Linked DNA regions of Gossypium hirsutum: regions 2 and 3 are each linked to region 1. A link is a contact called in public Hi-C data. All regions are on one chromosome and are shown on one strand. Each heading gives the region's core, a stretch centred on a gene start, on an enhancer-like site or on the middle of the called end of the contact. The rest is flanking DNA. Distances are from core to core; before and after follow the strand shown. Region 1 holds the start of LOC107901845 (L-type lectin-domain containing receptor kinase IX.1). Region 2 holds the start of LOC107943783 (probable mannitol dehydrogenase). Region 3 holds the start of LOC107901902 (organellar oligopeptidase A, chloroplastic/mitochondrial).

What was found. A called contact is a pair of places that touch in the nucleus more often than the background predicts.
Region 2: a Hi-C map of leaf shows a contact between it and region 1, with 2.4 times the contacts expected there. The contact joins the promoter of LOC107943783 here to the promoter of LOC107901845 in region 1. A contact is called at or near these places in 3 of 34 Hi-C or Micro-C datasets (all in leaf).
Region 3: a contact with region 1 is called in a Hi-C map of leaf, with 1.8 times the contacts expected there. The contact joins the promoter of LOC107901902 here to the promoter of LOC107901845 in region 1. A contact is called at or near these places in 8 of 34 Hi-C or Micro-C datasets (callus, hypocotyl, leaf and 1 more).

The regions. Positions count from the first base shown.
Region 1 is chrA11:56,751,607-56,756,656 of Gossypium_hirsutum_v2.1, forward strand. LOC107901845 (L-type lectin-domain containing receptor kinase IX.1) reads right to left here and starts at 2,657. Exons shown (of 1, transcript XM_016828009.2): 1 at 407-2,657. The coding sequence starts at 2,584. The coding sequence ends at 614.
Region 2 is chrA11:56,379,119-56,384,168 of Gossypium_hirsutum_v2.1, forward strand. It overlaps LOC107943783 (probable mannitol dehydrogenase), which reads right to left and starts at 2,023. Exons shown (of 6, transcript XM_041081990.1): 1 at 1,870-2,023; 2 at 1,637-1,767; 3 at 1,426-1,539; 4 at 831-1,344; 5 at 575-728; 6 at 77-468. The coding sequence starts at 1,734. The coding sequence ends at 263.
Region 3 is chrA11:57,096,302-57,101,351 of Gossypium_hirsutum_v2.1, forward strand. LOC107901902 (organellar oligopeptidase A, chloroplastic/mitochondrial) reads left to right here and starts at 2,037. Exons shown (of 17, transcript XM_016828077.2): 1 at 2,037-2,332; 2 at 2,561-2,728; 3 at 3,157-3,280; 4 at 3,455-3,531; 5 at 3,840-3,983; 6 at 4,086-4,316; 7 at 4,378-4,468; 8 at 4,903-5,024. The coding sequence starts at 2,201. LOC107901893 (serine hydroxymethyltransferase 1, mitochondrial) reads left to right here. Exons shown (of 15, transcript XM_016828065.2): 15 at 65-286.

The sequences.
Region 1 (5,050 bases), core at 1,407-3,906:
TAAAAATAACTTAAAAATAATTTCTTAAAAAAACTATTTAACTAAATTTAAGTTACAGATAATTTATTATATCAAAACATTAATAAATAAAACTTAACATATATAAATTTTGTTTATTTAAATTATTATATAGAATATATATAAGGGGGAAAATTTTAAATTGATAAAAATAAATTTATTAAGGCATTCTATGGAAAGCTTTGGTTATTTTCAATCTAAACTCACGAGCTAACAATGCTCATGTATTAAGACAAATTTCCATGCTTAATAATGCAGGTTGTTGTGTAATTGCTCTGTCATTCCATGTAGCAATAAGATTCCTTAATTATCAAAATCTAGTGAATTCATTTATCTGCAGCTGGTTATTAATAATTAGAAAAACAAATTGTTTTCCAGAAATATCATATGTTAATTCAAATGACACACTAGATATGATTTAATTCAATGACAAAATGTACACCTCAAATTTGAATCTCTTTCATTAAGTAAAAAAAAAAAAAGACAATATTTTAAAAAATGTTTGACATTGAAAAATTGCGTTGACTGTTAGAAATAAACAACGACAATTGGAGACATCGAGACATCTTAGCATAGAAAAATGTGACGGGATGGCTTAAGGCTCGATCCCGAGGTTCGAATCAGTCACCAAAGTTTCAATAGTGCTGCTTGTTCTTGTTGCTATACGTTGATGATATTGATAGGTAGGAACAGGCATTTCCAGTGGAAGATTTGGCAGTGCCACATCAAAATCGAGAACCTGAATTGCTTGTCGGATTGAGGGCCTTAGACTGCTATCAGGGTGAGCACACCACAATCCAACAATCATTAGACACTCTATTTGTTCTTCATCAAACTCTGCATGCAACCTTTCATCAACAACTGAAAGTAGGTTCCCAGTTCCATAAAGATGCCAAACCCACTCTACCAAACCAATTTGTGAGTTTTCTTCGATTGGATCAACTGACCTTCTCCCTGTAGCAATTTCCAAGGCAACTATCCCGAAGCTGTACACATCTGATGCCTTACTTGCCCTGCCGGTTCTTATATATTCCGGGGCCATGTAGCCTAATGTTCCTGCCAATCCTGTTGTCAAAGGTCCTAGTTCATGGTCCATTAACCGAGCTAACCCAAAGTCACCAAGCTTAACATTAAAGCTAGAATCTAGCATTACATTGCTGGATTTGATGTCTCGGTGAACCACACATTGCTCCCACTCTTCATGAAGATATAGCAATGCAGAGGCCAAGCCTCGGGCTATTTTGTACCTACAGGGCCAATTGATAGGAGTCTTCTTGCCGAACAGGTGGCTGTCCAGGCTACCATTTGGCATGAAGTCATAGACTAGAAGAAATTCACCTCCATCATGGCACCAACCTAAGAGTTGCACTAGATTTCGATGTCTCAACCGACTAATGATCTTGATTTCAGTAATGTATTCCTTTCTCCCTTGTCTTGAGCCCCTTGCAATTTTCTTGACAGCAACCGTGGTATCTGAATCATTGAAATACCCTTTGAAGACAGCTCCAAATCCTCCTTCACCCAACTTTCTCTGGTTTGAGAAGTTGTTGGTAGCTACAACAAGATCGTTGTAAGAAAACCTTCTTGGCCCTGCTCCTCTTTCTAGGTCGTCATTGATGGAAGTTAAGTTTACTCTCTCTTCTCTTTCTTCTTTCATCTTCTTCCATCTCCGAAAAAACACGAATGATATGGTGACAACAATCATTAAAATGCTCAGCAGAACTACAAGTACTACTATCATTTTGTTCCTCTTTCTCTTCTTTCCCTCATCAGTTGTCTTTATTTCTAAACTTGAGCTGAATTCCCATGATAGAAGTCGATGCCGCTCTGACTTATGACTCGTAGCAGCTGAAATTCCAACCTTGACCCTCTCTGGTAAGATTTCCTTGAGATCAACATGATGGGAAAGAGTGAAATCCCTTTTAGAAATACTTGTGTTCTTGTAGTTCAATGTCACGCTCAAAATCTGAGCAGTGGCATTGTAAGAAATCCATGCATCGGCAGTTTTTCCATCGTACAAACTGAAATTCCAAGTAGTGTACTTAGCTGAAGCAATTGAATTGGTGTTGATCCCAATATGCTGAACCGGAGGATCCCATTCAGAGTTGGAGTAAGTGTCGAACTCGACCAGAACAATCTGGTTCCGAGATGAATCGCTTGTTGTGGTGTTAAATAAGCCAAGGAACCCACCTGCAGAATTGGGTGGGATTTCAAACCCAACAGGAGCAAGAAAGAAAGCAAGCCCAGCTGCATAGTCTGACAGAGTTTTGCCATGGGTGTCTATGTTGAAGGAGAAACGAGTGGTAAAATCGGCAACCTGGTTAGTACGAGAATCCCAGATTGGAACATCTCGAGAATACGAAACTCGACCAACCCGACACAGATAAGATATGTCGTTAAATTCAACATAACCAACAAAAGGTCTCGCATCCCCTTCGTAGAGAATGCTGGTTGCCTCAGGGTTAAAACGAGGTATCTTAAAGTGAACTGAGTTAACACAAGGAAAAAGGAACAGGAAGGAAACGAAGGGAAGAAAACTCCATAAGCAACACGAATGGTTGGCCATAGCAGTGTGAGAGATGCCAAATAGATGGATATCTTACTGGAACTTGTATGTCAAGGGCACATACAAGTATAGCTATAAGCTTCAATTTTTTACTTGGCATGGAACCATAAAAGAATTGAAAATGAGCATAAAAAGACTTAAGTCAAAGTCGTCGTATGGACTCCGGTGGGCAATGCGGAATTAACAAAGTCATGATGTTCGAGACGTACCGGCTATGCTATGCCCAGAATCGACGCCAACATTGACTGATGGATAGCTTATGCTACCATACATAAACCACGTTCGAACAATAAAAATAAATAAATTTTTAATTGAATTATCAGTTTATACTTTAATCTAATATATATTACTAATATATTTATTTTTTAATAAAAAAAGGTAAAATATAATCTAACTTTTAATACTGAACATTCATGATACTTTTTCTCTGATAGAAATCTTTTGTCACTTTAAAAGTTAGCATTTTATTTTTCAGTTTAATTTAATAGATTAACTTTATTTTATTTTGTTATAGCCAAACCAAGGGGAAAATATCTATTAAAAATAAATAAAAATATTTGTTAAGAAATTATGATAAATTTTAAAATTATTTACTTTTCATTTATAAAACCCGAAAGACAAATATTTTAATAAAAAATATTAAAAATAAAAATTAACTCTAATTTCAAAGAAAAAAATCAAACTCAAGTTGAATTCGTTCAAAAAATTTATTTTATTATTAAAAAATAATAATTTTATATTTTATATTTCTTTAATTAAATTTAAATTTAAAAAATATTTTTAAATTATTTAAATCGAATTCAAATCCAACTGGATCTAGTAAAAATCATTATCACCCTAATCAAACTGGCTGACAGATCTACACTTGAATTTTTGGTACACGATTAAGTCTTTTGGAACCGTTTTCTTTCAAGACTATAATCATGTAAATTAATTGTGCGATTTACTAGCGAATCGTTGAATCTTTTAACACATGAATTTGAAAATAAGAAACAAAGTGCCTCTAAAGTCTAAAACCATGTATGCCAGAAGCAATATCTTCATTTAGAAACTAAAATTATTTCCTTGCATTTCTTGGTTTAAAATTTTAATTAAACATTTTTTATTTAAAAATATAATAATATTAATATAACAAGATATATGACACACCCATGATATGGGTTGTTATACCTCCACCTCTCGGAGACACTTTTTGGACAACTCTTCAAGGACAACCTTTTAAGTAAACCCCTTGTAGTCATTCCTCAACTCTATACTCAGGTGGACCTCACTCATTAATTGTCACTTCTAACACAAACTATCATGTCCCATATAAAGTAATTGACAGTGTGCCTAATTACCGCTCTACCTAGATCTATAGTGGTAGACCACTTGACCAACTTATTCTTGACCCACCTATGGGGAGATTGTTAGATCTAGTGTCTTAAATATAGTATTTTCGTCTTATGTACACTTTTATTTTTCAAAAAAATTGGTTTAATAAAATATTCATTAATTACATTAATACCCTTTATATATTGTCATCAATGTTTTTGCACACTAAGTAAAATGAAAGCAAATATTGGCTCATTGGTCATCCCATGTTCAAATACTAAGCGGTATTATGTGGTCATATCGTAATACGAAAAGACAACTTGTATTAGTAGATGAACATAAACATGTCCTTAGTCTAATTGAAAATGAGCAAACCAATTGAAAAACTAATATGTCGTCTATCAAGTCCAATTGGGGAGATGCTTTGTCTTGAACATCGAAACGGATGACTCCCAGAAGATAGAGACATAAATGTGACTATCTGGACTAACAGTACATCGGATAAGATCCAAGTAGAATAGATTCTAGATCCATTTATGGATTAATTCACTTGTGACGTTCATAGTGTGGCATACCTTAATCCTGAATGGATGATGGACTATATATGCGTGACTCGTATACTTTAATGTAAGTAAGAAGTCTGAGTTCAAATAGATAAGGAATCGAAAGTTGGTGCGTTGGGTATATAACTTATGTTGTATGTAACATCATTCATAATAGTGGAATTCATAGCCCAACTAAAGGGTAAATGATATATCCTCTCATCAGCATTACATGATAGATGAAAAGTAAACATGACCACGGATCATTTGTCTTTGTGATAAATGACTTAATTACTATTTGATAGTAATTGTGTCACACCCCATTTTTATTTAGTTATCATTAGCTTTTAAACAAGATTGAGTATCTAGCTTATTGGTTAAAAACAAGCATAGCTATCCTAGCGACCCAAGTTGGAGTCCTTTCTTCTACATTTTTTTTAAATTTTGGCACACCTCATTGGTTAACCCCCTTATCGGCTAAAATAGTTGCCTTATGCATAAGATTCTTTCCTTCCATTTTTTCTGCATTTCTTCCATGTTTACTCCCCTTTTCACTCCCTTTGTTCCCCATCTTTCCTTTTCTTTTCCTAGATTCCCTTACATTCCATTT
Region 2 (5,050 bases), core at 773-3,272, 370 kb before region 1:
ATGTCTGGACTTTTATTTTAATATACAAATAAATGTTCAACTATCCAAATATAGACGATAAAAGTAATAGTCATAATTGAATCACACCAAAATCGGTTTATTAGAGTTTACGTTCATTTTAGTTAATCGCATTGGATAACATTATGATCCATTTATGAAGGCCACGTGAAGAACATATAAAAACCAAAAGTATTACAAGAAAGTAAGAATATTGGACTGGCGTTGCCATTTTGTTGTGTAATAACATATAGGAAGCAGAGCTTTAAGAGGTGGGCTTCAACATGTTACCAATATCAATGACAAATCGATATTTGACATCCGCTTTGAGAAGGCGTTCCATGGCAGTGTTCACATAATCGATAGGTATAATTTCAATGTCTGGTTTTATGCTTTGTTTTGCTGCGTAATCAATCATCTCTTGAGTCTCCCTTATCCCTCCAATCAAACTTCCTCCTATTATCTTCCTCCCTGCCAGTTTTTATGTAAAAATAACTTCAGTATTATTTGAATATACATGCAGTGAAGTCGAGCCTCATTCATTCTTGGAGAGCATATATTCACCATAAACTCTTACCTTGGAGCAATGGAAAGGCTGGTAGCTCAAGTGGTTTCTCTGGAGCACCGACAAGAACAAGCTTCCCGTGAGTCTTCAACAACCCAAGCAAAGGCAGCAAGGGATGTTGAGCAGATACTGTATCGATGATGCCATCCAATGTACCATTAGCAGCCTAAACACAATAAACATATATATATAAATGTGTGTTGAATTTAGAAAATTTCATTGTTGACAAAATATTAAAAGAAAAAAGAAAAGGTTGTCGAAACTAAACCTGAAGCTGATCTTGGTCTCGGCTGACAAAAAATGAATCAGCACCGAGATTTTCCAAAGCTGCTTTCTTCTTGTTTATAGAAGTGCTAATGACTGTAACTTTGGCCCCCATAGCCTTGGCAAATTTAACAGCCAAATGGCCTAGTCCTCCCAATCCAACAACTCCAATATGCAAATCAGGCTTATCGAGTCCATAAAATCTCAATGGACTATACACTGTGATTCCGGCGCAAAGAAGGGGGGCGGCGGCATCAAGAGGCAGGTTGTGAGGAATGCGGATGATAAAGTGCTCATCCACCACCATAGTGTCAGAAAAACCCCCATATGTAACAGTTCCGTCATAGTACTTCCCTCCATAGGTAGCTATCAATTTGGGGCAATAATTCTCAAGATTGTTGGTGCAGCTATCGCATGAATGGCAGGAGCCAACCATGCACCCTACTCCAACTTTGTCTCCAACTTTGAACTTTTGTACCTTACTTCCCACCTCTGTCACTTCCCCTACAATCTCATGCCTGCATCCAATATGTTTGTTTTAAATCTCTATATTTGTTTGCCATAAACAAAGAGATGAATTGATGGAGATAATATTATACCCAGGGACAAGAGGGTATAAGGTCTTGCCCCATTCGTTCTTGGCATTATGAAGATCGGTATGACATATCCCACAATAAAGCACCTTGAAAGAAACATCTTTCTCTCCTGCTGCCCTGCAAATCCACATGATATTTATCAATCAACAACGACACAAATAGACTTGGAAGAAGATCAAACATGATCAAATAAAAAAGAAAGAAAAGGAAAAACCTTCTTGAAAATTTGAATGGAGAGAGAACACCGGAAGTGTCTCTGGCCGCCCATCCAAAAGCCTTGTTTGGGTGTTCTTCTTCTGGCAATCTTGACATGGTCGGACGTGTAATTGTTTAGTCTCTTCGAGTCTTAAAGAACAAAACAAATGGTATTAAAAAATGATAAACTAATGTTTAGTAGTATGGGGAAGAGAAGGTCTTTATAGCGGGGTTTTGGGAGGCTATGCTTACATGTTGGCTGACCATATAACTGGAAAATGTTGGCAATGAATTGAAAAGTAAGTTCAAAATTTAAAACTTTCTCGGCTCACAAGTCACAAAAGCTACCAAGAAACATGTAGGTTTTTTTTTTCTACCTTCCGTTTTCAATTTGCTTTCAACTTAAAAAGAAAATTTACTCCAACTCGTTGCTTCTTATCTTTTGTTTTGTTTAGCAACAGTTTCAACCCTCGGATTGGCTATCGTTCGCTTTTTTCTTCTCTCATCAATTCTATTTTTCTTTTTCTTCTTATTCTCTACATATATCTTCTTTCTTTTCAGTTTATTGATCTATTTTGTAAATATTTTTGTTGTTTCACAAGTTGTGATAGATAGATGATGGTGTCTGTTATTAGCTAAAATTCCGCTGGCCACCAATAGTTTTTCTTGGAAAGTGGGTAACTCTTCATCAATTTCTTAATTTGTTTATATTTTGAGAGTATTTTAGAATAATAAATGATTTCACGTATCAATGTGGACCTGTGTTGTCTTAAGTTTTATATGTTCTTTGTTTGTTTTTCATTGTTTAATAAGTTTTCAATTTTAGAAGTTTTTGTCTGCTTTATAGCACGTTTTTTAGTTTTGCTTATGCATGTAAGCTTAGTTTTACAAGTGATGTTAGGGATGATTTTCTTGTTGTCTTCTCTAGTTTAGTGATTGCTCAATTTTTTTGTTGATTTTTTCTCGCCCTTTTAGACCATCCGGGATTGATTTCCTTATCGTATTAAGTACTTGCAATTACTCCAAATATGTTGTGCTTGGGTTGTGACAAAATCAATTGTAACGTGTCATAATATTTTATTGATGTTAAGACTAAAGCCAGCGAGTGTTTGTTATTTTTTTCTCTCAATTGTATGATTTCATCTATTAAATGAATTAATGAATTCACCTTTAAAGAAAATATATATATCTTTAAAAAAATTAAATATTAAAGAAAATTAAAAGTCATCAAGTTGCCATTAATTTTTTAATCACTTATGAAAACTGTTATTTTTATAAAAAATTTGAAACTTATTATTAAAACAACTTCTTTTAAATTTTACAAAAACAATAGTTGGGTTTGAGTTTTCGATAATGCATGATGAAAGTATTACCATCCGACGAGTTCCGGTGGGAGTATACAAGTACAAAAATTTAGATAATAAAAATAATATATTTGATATTATTTTACACAAATTCAAATTGTGACTCCATTTTATCTTCAATATGTATAAAAAATATATTTGATATTGATTCTAGATTATATGCAACAAACTCATGTTTTTGGTGAAAAATATATGTGTCTATTTGAAATTGTTTTTAATATTATACATGTGTATGCATGCCAACCACAACAATAATCTAACAAAAGGCCGCCATACCGGAAGAAATCAATGGATAGAAGCTACAACAATGTTAAAGTATATTATAGTTAAAAATTTGAAATTTAGTTTTTATATTTTTATTTTTAGTAATTTAATTTTTTTAATTTTTAAAATTTTAAATTTAGATTTAATTGTTAAAATTATTTTGTTAAATTTAAGTTAATTACAATATCTTTTTTATTTACATAATTACTAATTGAATATTTTTTTATTACAAAATATCATACTAAAAAATTTAACATAAAATAAATTAACATTATTGACGTTGAACTTGAATTTTGAAATCTAAAAATTAAAATAAATATATTTTAAAAATAAAAATATATTAATTAAATTTCAAATTTATGAATAATATAGATATTTATAACAATTAGAATTAACTTTATTAGATATTAACTTTAAAAAATTTATATGAATTAGCGAAATTAAATATAAAAATTGTAAATATATATTCTTGTAGTTATTAATAAACAAAAACTTATCTTTCAATTATTACATTGCATTAGGTTTTTTAATCAAATAATTTCATCTTCGAGCTCAAGGTTCTCTCATTTACTATGATTTGATTAATCACTAATATTGTTTCATTGAAACTTCTATTGTGACTAGAATTTGCCGCAGAATAAACTACTTTTAAAATGGGATAGGTAACGACTAAAAATGCTGCAGCAACTACTACCACCATTGCGATCAACGGTGGACTGAAGTCAACTGGAAGCTTTGAAGGCGGTGACAACGAAGATGATGATAACGGCGATGGCGGTGATGATGATGACAAGGGAGAAGGGGAGGGGGTCAGAGATGGAGATGGAGATCGGGCCCAGGTGGTGAACCCCATGATCGGCGATGGAGGTGTTTTGTAGAGGGTGGTGGTGGTGGGTGTTTTGTTTTCACTTTCAGAGTTTGCGTGATGTTGCAAGTGAAGTGTTTGAAAAGTTTAATTTTGAGGGTTGACTGTTTTGTCTGGTCTCACCCAACGATTTGCCGTGGGGAGATGGCGGGTAGACCCAATATTGGTGAATTTAAGGCTATGAGGATGTTTTATTGTCTGTGGATGAACACATCTTGCAACTGGGTTGTCCATGTTTTATCTACTTGACACGTGATAATCTCTTCGAAAACAGGGTCATCAGGAACTTTCGTGGTTTGTGAGTTATTGGTTGGTTGGGCTTCTGTAGCGTAAGTTTAAGTTACAATGGCTGCATGAACCTGGAAAAATAGAAAAGAAGATTTGATGTGGTGACCGACAGGGTGAGGATCCTTTAAGGAAATGGAAGACAGGCGAAGAATGTGTGATCCCACACCACCCAGTGGTGATTTTAGACTCTTTTTTTTTTACTCTGTCAGACCATATAATTAATTGAATTTATTGATATTTCAATTAAGGATGGCGTTTGATCAAATTGAATTGAATTGAATAAAAAAATTTTAAGTTGATAAATCATATTTTATCATCCTGACTTTATTTGAAATTTTCTCGAATCGAGTCGAGTGAGATGGAATTTAAATTGAATCGAACATATTTGTTCAAATTAAATTTTAAAAAAATAATTTTGAATCTTTATAATCACTGTCACCCAATGTAATTAAATTTGCCCACCATAATCGAATTTGCCCAATGTAATAACTGTTACTTTAATTATCTTATGATTCTTGTCATTATATATTTTGAAATTAAAAAATATATTAAATGTAAAAAATGTGATTTTTAAATAAAATTTATCTTAAAGATAAAATGTGAAATTGATACCAACGTAAAATTTTATAGCATCATTAATAATTCAATTTTA
Region 3 (5,050 bases), core at 787-3,286, 340 kb after region 1:
TATTTTGGTTCTTTTCTTCGTCTTGTCATGTTTTTTGGCTGATTATTCATATGTTTGGACACAGGTATGCATGAGATTTATTAGTAGTGGAGGCGGACGAGGAATAAAACTTTACTAGCAGGCCAAATTGTGTAGAATGTGAATTAACCTTTCAAGGGTCTTAATGAGAAAACTTCGGTTTGCATCTTCACTAAATGTGTATACATACATATATGAATGCATATTTATGATATGAAACATCGAACTTTGCTTTGAGATATAATATTACTGTCTAGAATTTGATTTCTATGGTAAATGCAAGGTTCATATGTGTGAATAACAAATTTGCTTGTTATAACCCCACGCCTACGGAGAAAGTATCGCTCTGATGTTTTCAAGAAGAGTCGTTATTTATATGCAATTTCATTAATGCTTTTGATTTCCCAAGCTCACCAGTTATATCCTAACTTGAGTTTAATTTGAATATTGTTAAAGAGGGAATCATAATATATACATTCTGAAATCTAAACTAATCGTCCAAGATGTGTAGTTAACTCATGGATAAGTTTGATCTTAGCTATTCCATTACTGGCAGCTTGTTGATTGCATATACTTATCACTCACAGCTACAACCCTCCGATAACCTTTCAATTAACAGTCCAACAGCGCCCTTGCTTTTGCCTTTTGCCTAATATCTTAGCATATCAACAACCCAACCAGCATTTGCATCACGCAAAACACCACCAATGGCTGAAATGCCTGAACCAATAATTGAGTTTAATCCATCCATCTCCATTGGTACGCCAACGTGGAATTAATAGCTCCCGGTTGAGATAAGCTTCTTGTTCAAGACAAACTCCTCACTGAAACCTCTTTGCAGCTACTATTCTCTTCTTTAAAAATAAAAGCATTGCGCTTTTTCTATAAGAAACACTAACAAACAATAAGAAATAATGAGCACCAATTGGTTCCCTAAATGCTCAAATCTCCAATGTTATTTTAGTATTATTTTTTAAATTATATGAAAAGTTTCAAAATAATTTATCATGGTAATTTTATATACTAACGAATATAAAATTTTTAAAATTTTCAATAATATATTATCTATACTAAAAGGAAGACACCCGCCCTTACTCTTTTTTTTTACATTATTAACAATAATGATAAATTTTCAATGGTGGTCCCTCTACTTTTTAGTTACAAAATGGTCAAATCTCAATTTCAGTCCTTTGACACCTGTCCTTTTTTTTCATTACTAACAATAATGGTTAAATTTCAATTGTAGTCCTCTACTTTTTAATTATACAAAAATGTTCAAATTTAATGTTTGATATTTATATTTTAATTTTATACATAATTTGGTACTTCGATGTTTATAATGCCATTAGTTAGTCTAAACATTTTATTCTAAATTAAAAAGCCGACGTAAATTTAAAGAATTGTTAACATTGTTAAAGTTTTTTTTTGTTAAATTCAAGTCCATTGCAACACCATTTTTGTGACTTGAGTATCGAATTAGTATATTTTTTATTATTATTTTAGAATGTCACACCAGAAAATTTAATATAATAATTTTAATGGTGTTAATATTGGACCTGAATTTTTAAATTTAAAAAATAAAAAGACTAAATTCTTAAAAATAAAAATATGAAGATTAAATTCTAAAAAGGCAAAGATTACATAAACTTGAAATATAATCTAAAAACAATTAACCTAATGCTAAGCATGAAGCATAACATACCAATTTTTATTTTAAAATAAGATCATCATTTAAACCTATTATTTGCATTTTCCTTAAATTAATAAATTAAGACACAAAACTATTACATTTCTATTTTACTATTATCGAATTTTCATTAAATCCTACTTTATTCCATCCTAATAATATCTTTTAGTTTTTTCTCATTTTTTTTTAAAAATTTTTCCAATGCCCCTAATGGTTAGGATGCAATTTTCCTAAGAGATCAAATTGGGCCATGCCCCCTTGTTTGGGCTTTCAGTCTAACCTCTTGGCCTTTTAGCCATTTTAATAAATAAAAGAATCACCTTTTCTCTTCATCTTCTCCCCATTTACCCCAGAGTTTGTGCTTTAGTTTCCACATTTCTCCTTGCTGTTCATATTCTTTCTCCATCTGTCCCCGTCTCAAGTTTTCATCACTCTTCTCATTCTCTATCTGCCTCTTATTTGTTTTCTGCTTGCTCTTTTCTCTCTCTTCCTTCAATGGCTTCTTCAGCTTCTGTTGATGACAACATTGAGTCTAATCCTCTCTTGCAAGATTTTGACTTTCCTCCTTTTGATTTTGTTGAAGCCAAGCATGTTAGGCCTGGGATTCGTGCCTTGTTGAAGAAACTCGTATGCCCTTTTGATCTTTTGGACTGTTTCCGATTCTGACTTTTGAGTTTCTTTTTTTTAGTGCTCGGTATCTTTTTTATTTTTTATTTTTTTGGATCATTCACTGGCCTTGTTTGAAAATTCAAAATTTTGGTTGTTCTGATCTTTTCTTTGTGGAGATCATGTTTTGGTATATGGGTTTTTTGGATTTTTGTATATGGTTTTGATATAATTATGTTTGTTGAGTAGGAGAGTGATTTGGATGAATTGGAGAAGACAGTAGAGCCTTCGTGGCCGAAGTTGGTGGAGCCATTGGAAAAGATTGTTGATCGGTTGACTGTTGTGTGGGGAATAGTTAATCATCTTAAGGCTGTTAAAGATACAGCTGAGCTCCGTGCTGCCATTGAAGAAGTCCAGGTACATTCTTGTTGTTGTGTTCTTTTTTAACAGATAGCTCAATTATTCAATGTACAATATGTATAAGAATTTCATTAAGAAAATTGTGTAGGAATCTTGGGGTGAAATCTTCAAAATATTTAGCATGAATCTTTTAGACATCTATTATCTATCACGTTCTTCCCTTAGATGAAGTCATGATTTTTATGTTTATGATTTTATTTTTTTTGGCATAACTCATGATATAGGCTCACATGATATACTAGGCGCTTAGTTTGTTTTCTAGAGACTCCAGAATAGTGGTATTCTTATTTCTTTTCAAGCAAATTGATTGGAAGTCTTGTTCAAATCAATCCTATTGTTTCTGTACCTTAGTTAAATATGCGGTACTGTGTAGTCTCTTTTAAACCAACTTTTTGGCCCTTATTATGCTTAGTTTTTCTTTACAGCCAGAAAAAGTGAAGTTCCAACTAAGAGTTGGACAAAGTAAACCCATCTACAATGCATTCAAGGCTATTCAAGAATCTCCTGATTGGAAATCACTAAATGAAGCTCGCAAACGTATTGTGGAAAGTAAGAATCTTTATTTATATATCTATATGTCAAATAAGTTAGGGAATTGTTGTTCCTATTTCATTTTGGTGTAATTGACTGCTAAAGTGTAATTTATTTGTTTTTGCTCCGTTCCTTTTAATTTCTATCAGTGTTAGACCCAATAAATCTTTTTATTTCTGTAAACGTGTGCAGCCCAGATTAAGGAAGCTGTTCTTAATGGTGTTTCACTTGAAGACGATAAACGAGAACAGTTTAACAAAATTGAACAGGTTTGTTAATATTTAGTTTTGAAGTTAAACAGAAATTTACTAGGTGTCATAATACCTTACTATTGTTATCTTTTGAAGCCAATTTCTGTGCCAAGTAAAACAAGGAGCAAGTAGTTAACAGTAGTTCCTTTTGAAGTTCTTGGTACCTGGTCTCTTAGCATTCTTTTTCCCATCTTGTAAGCAAATTCCTCCTGTAAAGTTTAGCAAGGATGGGACTCTGAAAATAATCATGTAAATATTTATGATCAATCATGTCATATTCATTCATTTTGGCTATTCTAATCTAGTTACTGTGAGCTGATTCACAGGAGCTGGAGAGGCTGTCTCACAAATTTAGCGAGAATGTTTTGGATGCCACAAAGAAATTTGAAAAGCTAATAACAGATAAGAAAGAAATTGAGGGTTTGCCTGCAACATCTCTTGGGTTAGCTGCACAAACAGCAGTGTCTAAGGTACGCTTTTCCAATATTCAGTGTATTTTCCCATTCTATGGTTTCTATTGTCAAGTCTAAAGTTTCTGTTTCCTGCCATGTATATTATTTCTTTTCACCTAGGGGCACGAAAATGCTACCGCTGAGCACGGGCCATGGATGATTACATTGGATGCTCCATGTTTGTTTGCTGTTATGCAACATGCACGTAACCGTGCTTTGCGTGAGGAAGTCTACCGTGCTAATATAACTCGAGCATCGACTGGTGATTTGGATAATACACCAATCATCAATCAGATATTGAAGCTTCGGATGGAAAAGGCTAGGCTTCTCAATTACAATAACTATGCTGAGGTATGAATCCTTTGTATCTACAAGAATGCATCCTTTTCATAAGCTGACTCTATTTGATCAGGTAAGCATGGCAACCAAAATGGCTACTGTTGATAAAGCTGAGGAACTATTAGAAAAGCTTCGGAGTGCTTCCTGGAATGCTGCTGTCCAAGGTATTATGCAAGAAATAGTTTCGTGTAGGGTAGAAAATGAACTTTCTCCACAGAATATGCATATGTGATAAGGACTTGTTTTGTATAATAGTTTTTTGTTCTTGATCCTTGAAAGCTCAATTCTTTTTCTTGCAAACACCATTTTTGTTATTAAGAACACATTAATGCACTAGCTTATCATGAGTGAAACTCCATTTGTAGCAATTAATTTTGTAATTACTTGCTATCTGATATGGCCTTTCATAATTCACCTTAGATATTTCATTGCAAGTTTATGGCATAATTCTTTGATGCAATTTTATGTGCTCAATCTTTCGAAGCTCACTGTGTCTGCCTTTCATATTTTTCCTAAACAGTTCCTGTCCTATATTTTTTTTCTACCACAAACAAATGAAATAACATGGGTAAATTATGATCCCTTTTGGTCCTTACAGATATTGAAGACCTAAAAAGTTACTCCAAGAGTCAAGGTGCCTTGGAAGCTGATAATTTGAGCCATTGGGACATTAACTTCTGGAGTGAGAGACTTCGTGAGTCAAAATACAACATTAATGAGGTTGACACTCTCTTTTTATTTTGCTA